Regions from separate parts of the Mus musculus genome. Here region 2 is linked to region 1. A link is a contact called in public HiChIP or PLAC-seq data. All regions are on one chromosome and are shown on one strand. The core of a region is the stretch at or near the end of the contact, and the rest is flanking DNA. Distances in the headings are between cores, read along the strand shown.

What was found. HiChIP or PLAC-seq counts read pairs in DNA pulled down with a chosen protein or histone mark.
Region 2: a contact with region 1 is called in an H3K4me3 HiChIP or PLAC-seq map of embryonic stem cells, with 9 read pairs. The contact joins the promoter of N4bp2 here to the enhancer-like site in region 1. A contact is called at or near these places in 3 of 39 promoter capture datasets (the C10 cell line, hippocampal neurons and pre-B cells) and 2 of 115 datasets of contacts at active chromatin or transcription factors (both in embryonic stem cells).

The regions. Positions count from the first base shown.
Region 1 is chr5:66,137,951-66,142,336 of GRCm38.p6, forward strand. All of the region lies in intron 2 of Rbm47 (RNA binding motif protein 47), which reads right to left. Among named protein-coding and RNA genes, the nearest start is that of Gm26725, 11 kb to the right of the region's middle. Within about 2 kb of position 2,136, at least 72 of the 459 cell types and tissues checked have an H3K27ac peak or open chromatin away from gene starts, as enhancers often do. A contact at or near this core is called in embryonic stem cells, where this site is marked.
Region 2 is chr5:65,760,869-65,765,213 of GRCm38.p6, forward strand. It overlaps N4bp2 (NEDD4 binding protein 2), which reads left to right and starts at 2,653. Exons shown (of 20, transcript NM_001024917.1): 1 at 2,653-2,722.

The DNA.
Region 1 (4,386 bases), core at 886-3,385:
GTTAAAAATATAAGCTAGGTATGAAGATTGATGCCTATAATCCCAGTACTGGAGAACTGAGGCAGGAGGATTGCCAGTTTGGGCAACACAGCAAAACTCTCTCTGTCTCAAAACAATAACAACAACAACAAAACTCTACAAATATTAGTTGACAGGAATTAGCTAGGAACCACAGACTTCTACCAACCATTAGGGAGGCTGTTTTTAGTGAGTTATGCATTAAACAAGGAAGGGAAAGCAAAGGGGACTGGACCTTCAAAAAGCAGAGAAAGTGAGCTTACTAAACCCAGATAATTCCAGGAAGGGAGATCGAAGAAGACTAACGAAGGCAGACCAGGAAGACATTTGCTGCTCATCCGTAAAAGGCAAGGCCAAGGACTCATGCAGAAGTTCTCTGGCAATACTAAAGATATCAGCACTTCTGTCGCATGCCAGGTCAAGGCAAATACCTCACTAAAGGGCTCCAAGGGGATGCGGGTAGCTGTGGTGGAGTACCTGCCTGGCATACACAGGTTCAACCCCAGCACCACCACCCCCAGTTTAAAAAAAAAAAAAACCATAATGAAAAAAAAAAATCCATTAGCGGCATTTTGGCAATGCCTCAGAGGTCAGAAGAGATAATGAAGAACACTGTCAACAGTTACTTTCAGAAGAATCATTCATTAAAATTAAACCACAGAAAAAGTGATGAATATAGTTAACAAGAGTTAGTTGAGTGCAATTAACTGCAGGACATGCAATTCACAAAAGCAGCTCAGAAGGGAGGGCTAGGAGATTTACAGGCAGGCGAGCGGCAGGAAGCCTGCCGAAGAGGCGGCTTTGATTTGGAAACGGAGAAGTGCAGAAAGGATTGTGACATCGCAGCCCCATGGCTCTGCCTAGGACGTCATTTAGTCCTCGGGTTCTATGAAAGGCTGGTGAATGCAGAAAATAATGAGACCACAGAAAACATGGCAGCCTAAGAGTGGCCTCGCAGAAAACCCACGTTCAGTGAGAAGATGCAGCCCTGGTTGTGTTTTGATTACTACACATAAGGTATACACATACTCTTCATTTGGGGGTCATGTTTTGTGTTGTTTAAAAGCCTGGCTGTTTAACTCGTTCATTCAACAAATATTTGTGGATCACTGATGGGGTGGCTGAGGTTACCCCTAAGGTGTTTGGGACATCCCAATGAATGAAGTAGGCATTCCAGTCAGGGAGAGAGAGACTACATAAACTACACAAACAGCATGCTAAAAAAGTGATAAATGGAGGCTGGAAAAGGGCTGAGTGTTTAAGGATGTCTTCTCCTGCTATTGCAGAAATCCTAACTTTGGTCTCTAGCACCCACACCAGGCAGCTCCTAACCGCCTGTATCTCCAGCTCTTGGGGACACAGTACCTCTAGACTCTACAGGCATCTGCACTCATGTGCACAGACACCCACGCACATACCCATACATACATATGCATAGAATTAAAACTAAAATTCTGTCGCGGTATGAGGGAGAGTAGGGGAGGAAGAAGAGAGAGGGGAGAACCAACACGAAAGGCAGAAGTGTTATTTTAACTAGGGGGATATGGCCGGGCAAAGTGATAGGCTGAAAGTGAGGCAGAGACATTGCTGGAGCCTGGGAATTTGTGGCAAGCCTGAACACCACAGTGAGAATACATCTCAGAACCAGAGAGCCTGCCCAGTGTGCACAAAGCCCTGAGCTCAATCCCCAGCGCCATATAAAGATGTACTTAGTGGCACACACCTGTAATCCTCAAAGGCTGAGGTGTGATTGACAGATGGGGTGGAGGGTGTACGTGAGGAGGGAGAGGGCAATGCAGGAGCCAGGGGAGGAATTAACAGATTGGCTTCAGTCAAGGTGGGAGGAGCCTGTCTGTGGGATGTGTGAGATCAGAGGTCACACCTCTTCCCTTCAGGATCCAGGGGCTCCCGAAGGTTCCAACTGGCTCATTTCCTAAAAGGTTCATTAACACCAGCTGAGCCCGTGGGTTCTGTTGCTCACTGAAACATCGCCATAGATCCCCAGGTAGCTTCTGGAACTCACAGTGTGGAGCAAAGAGCAAAGCAGGGCCTTGGGCAAACCTGCTGCTTACACTGGTGGGGAGAGCTGGCTCAGACTGGTTTCTCTTTGCTCTGCCCACACGACTAGAGGTAGCTCTCAGGACTTCCCAGCAACCTGCCCTCCTTCCTCATCTCCCTTCTGATACTCAATACCACAGACCCACCAGAAAACCACACTGTACAAGGCTCCAGGGCAGGGAGAGTCACCTCACAGTGACCTTCCTCTTTGGGATAGTTTTCCCTTTGGTCAACCTGACTTTGAGAAAAATCTACCTTTCTCCTGTTAATCATCTAGAAAGCATTTCCTAGTCACAAGGAAATGTCCTTTTCTTCTTTTCTGAATTGTGTTCTGAGTGTACCACCGAAGTTCCGGTATGGTGTGGGGCTGGATGTGTGGAGGTTTAGCTGCCAGGCACTGGGTGCTAAACAAAACAAAACAAAAAACAAATAAAGCCTGGGTAAGTTAGATATTTGAAAGAATGCTACTGCAGAATGGGGTGGTAGGCACCTGAGCTCCACGTCAGCCCCCACCACCTCCCATCATGCCTTGGTTCTAGAGGCTCAGCTGCTACAGGTTCCTTCCTGCCTCAATTCACTAAAGCTTCATCCTATCGATTCTTTGACACACTTTGGTGAAATGCTTTTGGAAAAAATTGGAGGATAGTGTCTGAGTAAGACTATATATTTACATATAAGAAATGCCTATGAGATGCAGAAATCTTATTCTAGGTGGTGACGTCTTTAGAGGAAGAACCTGCTTTTTGTATTAGACCACTCAAAATACCTGAGGACTGTGTATGTTACACAAACACAAAAGCTTCCTGCTTCCAAGGAACCCACTCTATGTTCTGGGGAAAGAGCGTAAGTAAAAGCCAATGGTGGCCTGCCTACACCTTAACCCCAGACCCTGGAGGAAAGGTCAATCTGATCTATGGAGTAAGTTCAAGGCCACCCAGGGTTACATACTGATACCTTGTCCCAAGAGAAAAAAGGTAAGCTTCGATGCCACAGGCCAAGTCCTATAGTGAGTGTGATTACTTAATACTAGGCAATAAGGCCCAATACAAGTGTATCAGTGTAACATGTTACAGTTTTATATACCCACAACTTCTAATTCACATTAGTCATCTCCAGAATGGAGTCCAGTTTCAATGGTAAACTAGCAGATAACCACTCTTTTCTCCCACATATAATATGGACAACTATAATACCAAAACAAACAAAACACTTACACAAAACAAAAATAAACCAAAAAAAAATGGAGGAGGGGGAGGGAAGATGGCAGATACTGTAACAATTTCCTCCAAGATTGAAACATTCTATCCAATAGGAAGCGCCTGCTCTTTAAGCAACTCAAAATAGCTTCAGGGAAGTCCCTGAAACTGAGCAGATGCACCAGGCCCTGCCCTGATGCCCTGCCTGAAGAAGCAGTACAAACTCAGAGTCCCCTCAGACTGAAGGAGGCTGCGCTGCTGAGAAGGCTTTTTGAGATTGCACCAGATGCCTGGAAGAAAAGAAACCAGCCGAGGCGTCTGGGAGAGGTATAGGTCAACTGAAGCACCTGGAAAGGACAGTCTCCAACCGACTTGAGCTGCCTGCAGGCAATGCAGAGCATTCCAGGTTCTCAGCTTTGTGAGCTGTCTGTCACCCATGCTAGGCTGGACTTTAGTGATGCAGGTGTCTATGAGTCATTTCTGCTCCTGTCAGTGACCCCTCACACATATTCCTGTAAGTAATCCCATTAAGACTCATGGTTCACCAAGTTGGACTTTGGTGGTGTCTGTACTTTATAGTCTCTTAGGGGTTCCTATCTGGGGTGAAGAAAGGAGACATGTGTTGCATCTCATAGGAAGTTTAATCACACAACAACAGGGTCTACAGACATCAGCAATGGCCTTTCATTGAAAGTTGCATGTAACATTAGGAAGAATCATGGATCCATCTAGAAAAGACCACAAAAGACAGTTCTCTCTTGGAGTAGGGTTCTTTGGTGACAACAATCCAAAGTTAGGGGCCAGGCCCAGTAGTGTAGGCCTATGTTTTCAGTTCCTCATGAGTGGCTCTTAAGTTCAAGGCCCCTTGGTTTTTATCATCTAGATAATCCCAAATCGAATCAGTAACCAAGGACTTCTTCCCTGCGTAGGTCTAAAGGTCTAAAGCAGTAGAATATGTAGAGGAATTGCTTACAAATATTAGCTGGTAGGCATAACACGGAAAGACACCAATAGGCATGGGATCCTCTGTCAATGCAGTCCCAGTGCCCCATTGAGTTTTCTGGGGTTACCAGATCCTCCTACTTGTGGATACACAAAGATAACTTTGTCTCCA
Region 2 (4,345 bases), core at 1,403-3,902, 380 kb before region 1:
GAGATCCTATCTCCACCCTCCATGTGTTCTGATTACAGGGAGGTACACACCACTTAGGGATCTGAAAGCTAGCCCTCACACTTTCATGGCAAACGATGCAGTGTGCATATCTGCAACCCTGAAAATCTTAAGTGTTAATACCTGCTTTTTATAGATGGACAATTGTAGGAAATTACATTTTCTTCACTGATCGAGCCCACTCACATTGAGTTTCTAACACGTGTTCACAGCTTATCACAGAATAGATACTATGAGTGTTACCTGAAAGATGTAACTGACTTTGGAGTACTGAAGCAACTCTGAGGGCACAGAACACCACTGTCTATGTGGTAAGGACACAATCCACTGAAACGTGTTTACTTTAGATAACAGCGGTAGCACCTACTATCCCATTTCCATGGGACTTGTTTGGCTTTTGTAGTCTGAGGCTTCACACACGAGACAAGAACAGTAAGTAGGGTGTTACTGAGCTACATTCCCAGACCTTATGAGAGATGAGATCTGAAGACAGGGGAACTAAAACAACTGATCTGCTATTATGTAACTAAGGAGAGAAGCAGATGGACTTTTTGATTTGCTATCCCTGTTTATCCCATCTTTAACATAGCACACTGCTTCTTTTGTACAAGTTTCTGAATTTGGCAGTGAGGAATACAAGGCTGAGCAGGAAACAACCTATCTTCCAGGAGTTGGTAATCCAGTAAGAGATCATACATCTGTAAAATCTAGAATTAAGCAGAGGGAAATAAAGGTGCCATACATTACTTTTTGTGGCAATGAAATCATACTTAGGCTCCAAATGCAAATATAAACAAACAGCTTTATAATTTATACAATAAATATGTTCCAAATGTTCTGAAAACATTTACAAATCTCTAGTTCCTTTAAGGGCCAGTTTTTTAACTAAAATTTGAGTAGTCACCTCATTATTAAAAGTATTAGCTGGTAGCATTTTGCCATTCTACATATTCATCTGGTATTTTAAATACTACTTTCACACAATTAATTATAACCAATTATACTCTAGTCAACTGGAAGACTGCAGAGGTGGAGTTGCACCCCTGAGAAGTAGCACCCCTGTCTGGAGACTCAGTAATTCAGACTCTTACATGTCTCCTTTGAAACTACAGGACCTAAGCTGGAGAGAGAATGAATGTGATAAACAATCCATTTATTCCAATGCTGTCTCCTCCTTTGAAAGATGTGTTGTACTTTTCCTATTGGCTTAGAATGTGAGCCAATAAGGAAAGAGGAGTCCTTGGAAGTATTCATAAAGCAAGCCTGGCATTGTGCACACTGGTAAAGATGGCTTTGTTCTTTACATCTGTGAGAATTTTATGGGTTTGATACTTTTCTTTTGACATAGTAAGCAAAAGTAATTCAGATTGGGTGGTGCTGTCCCTTGAAATATATTTTCTAATGTTTAAGAATTCCCCCCTTTTATTATTTGGACTTAAGATGTGATAAATCCTTAACAGATGTTCAAAAGAAATTCAAGAACTTAAATACAAGTTTTTATTATCACGTTGAACATATTTCAGATGAACAAAATTAATATAAATTTGCTAGGTTTGTTTGAAGTCTATAATTACTAAGTTTCTTTCATTTCAAAAGTGGCATATATTACAGTTATTAGGCTCCTAATAGCTGCTTAGAAACAGATTAATGTTAGGTTCTCAGCAGTAGCTACTTACGCTCGGGATTGTAGACTATTAAATTTCTTTTGTTTACCATATTTAGAATAAGCCTTAATAAAGATGTTTGTATAGTATATATTTTTAAACACTGAAACTCAAGAGATCTCTAAAAAGACAAAGAAAATAAAAAACACATCCATTCATATTCTTTTCTGTGTGGGAGATTTCATTAGAACATTTATTTGCTTAAGTACACTAGTTTCTTTGCTTAAATACACCAGTTTCTAGAAAAAACCCCACTAGACCATTTGCTCATTGAGTGTGAGAATGTTCAAGCCAGATCTAAAGGGATTTTTTTCACTTGTATTCTTTCCAAATCTACATTCAGTTTAAATAATTGCCATAACAATTGACAGATAATCTGTCTCTCTGATGTGGATGAATATCAAGAGGTTATTTTACTACGGGGGGGGGGGGCAGTGAAAAATACAAAGTAATTGCAAAGAGAGAGGAAAGTCCAGGAGAAAACAGACACAAAAACAAAAAGAACAAAACTAAAAACTCCGAAACGACCAGTAGCATCATTAATCAGAAGGCTAGAGAGAGACACACACTTTTGTACTCTGATCGTTTCATGTCAGGACAGAACAAATTAAGCAAGGAAGTCAGAGTCCAACAAGGAAAAACATGGAGCGGGCTTAGGGGACGGGCTAATCATCCAGGATCGTTAACAGGGAAAGGGAACACTGTTGCTTTTTCTTGGCACCTGAAAACTCCAGCTCCACACTGGCAAAGGCCGCAGCTCTTTTGGGCTCAGGCCAGCGGGTTCCGACCGCACGTTGGCGGCGCGGGCTGGATCCCGGCAGCCTCCGTCCCGGTTGCTGGGGCCGCGGGGCCCTTTGTTCCCGCGGGGCGCCGCCGCCCGTCCGCCCCGAGTGAGCGGGCCCCCGTGGGGGACAGCGCGGGGCCCATCGCCTCGCCCCGCCGACCTCGCAGCTGCAGTCCCGCCCGCCCCAGCTCCTAGTTCCTCCCTCGCTGCCCAGGGCCAGAACGACCTTGTTTTGCTTTTCGGGCTCGGGAGAGAGGTGAGGGTTAGACCCGGCCGCGGCTCACCGGGGCGCTTACACGGGCAGCAGTAGGGGGGGTCCCAGCGCCTGCCTTTCCCCGGAGCCCTCGGGGGACAGCGGCGGGCCGCAAGCTTCCGGGAGAGCCTCGGGGGGCCCCGCGGGTCCCGGGCTGCGCCTCCCGCCAGGCCCGGGACTCACTTCTCGTAACGGAGCCAGCGAGGCGCCAGCACCGGTGGGCTCGGGTCTCCGGGCCGGCGCCGTGGCGGGCGCGGGCCGACGCATCCTGGAGAGCCCGGGGTGGGTGGGTGGGGGGTGTGCGGAGCAGCAGAGGTCGCGGCCCCGGGGCGGGGGCGGAGATCCACCTGGCTACGTGGCAGCCATTGCGGCGGCCGCGAGACCCCTCCCCACGCGGCCGCCCACCCGCCCTCTCGCGGCGGGCTCCTGCGCGGCTGCTCTTCCCCGGTCGGACGGAGAGCGGCAGTGTGTCCTCGCTCCGCACGCTCGCTGCGTCTCCCCCACCCCCGCCCCGCGGACACAGCTGCTCGCCAGCCCCGCGCCGCGCCGCGCCGCGCCGGAGAGCGTAGTGGCTGGCGGCGGCGGGAAAGGGTTGCGGACCCGCGGCGCTTACTCGACGACACGGCCCGGGGGCTTCGACGCCCCGCTCCCGCAGCAGGTAAAGGCGGAGGTTGGCGAGGCGGGCGGCGGGACTCGGGGAGGAAAAGAGCGGGAGGGGATCCCGGGAGCGCGGAGTCCCAGAGGAGGAGGGCCCGAGGCGGGCGGCGAGCGAGAGACGCGGCAACCCCGGGCAGGCACGGGCCGGGCGGGCGGGCGGGCGGAAGGGGAGTGAGGCGTCGCGGGAGGCGGGCCCTGGCGCGGGGCCCGAGGCCGAGCGAAGGCGGGCGCCGCGGCAGCTTCCCCGGCAGCTCCTCCAGCGCCTGGCGGGCCTCCAGGCCCCGACACACCCCTCCCGCCCCCGGATTCTCCGGGTGCCTTCCCGCCCCGACTTGACCTCGCGCCCCTGCGAGCGCCCCGCCGTTTTCCCAGGCCGAGCCTTGTGGGAACTTGGGCCGCCTGCCCGGGCTGGTAGTGCCCGTAGAGCTGTTTATTTACTCACTTCCAAACCACACGCACGCACGCTCGCTCGCAAGCTCACTCCACACCGGCAGGCTGGCCTCCCTCCGGGCGGGTGCGCCCGCGACCCTCACCCCTTCCCATCCGTAACTTTCCCTCTCGCTCTCCGAAAACCGGGCTTCGAGAGACGGAGTCAGACCGCGGGGCAGTTTATCCCGCTCGCGCTTTTGGTTACAACACTTTCTTTATTCCTGCCCCAAAAAGAGAGCGGGAAGAATTTTTTTTTTAACTCGATGCCAGCCAGATCGGAGGCAGGGCCCGCTGGCTTTAGGGAATCCTTCCGCACATGTCTTTAGGAGTGGGAGGTGGCCTTGCTGTACCGACAGGTTTGTACACACTCTTGCCATGCAGTGGTTGTAACGTCTCCATAGCACAGGTCTGGCTTGCGAAGGATTGGCTGCTTTTTCTACTCGGTGTCTCCGAGCCAATCAAGAAGCGCGGCTTGCCTGGAGACTGGTTAACTCAGAAAAGGTGGGGATTGGTTGAGCCTCCGAGGGGGGGAAAAAAAAT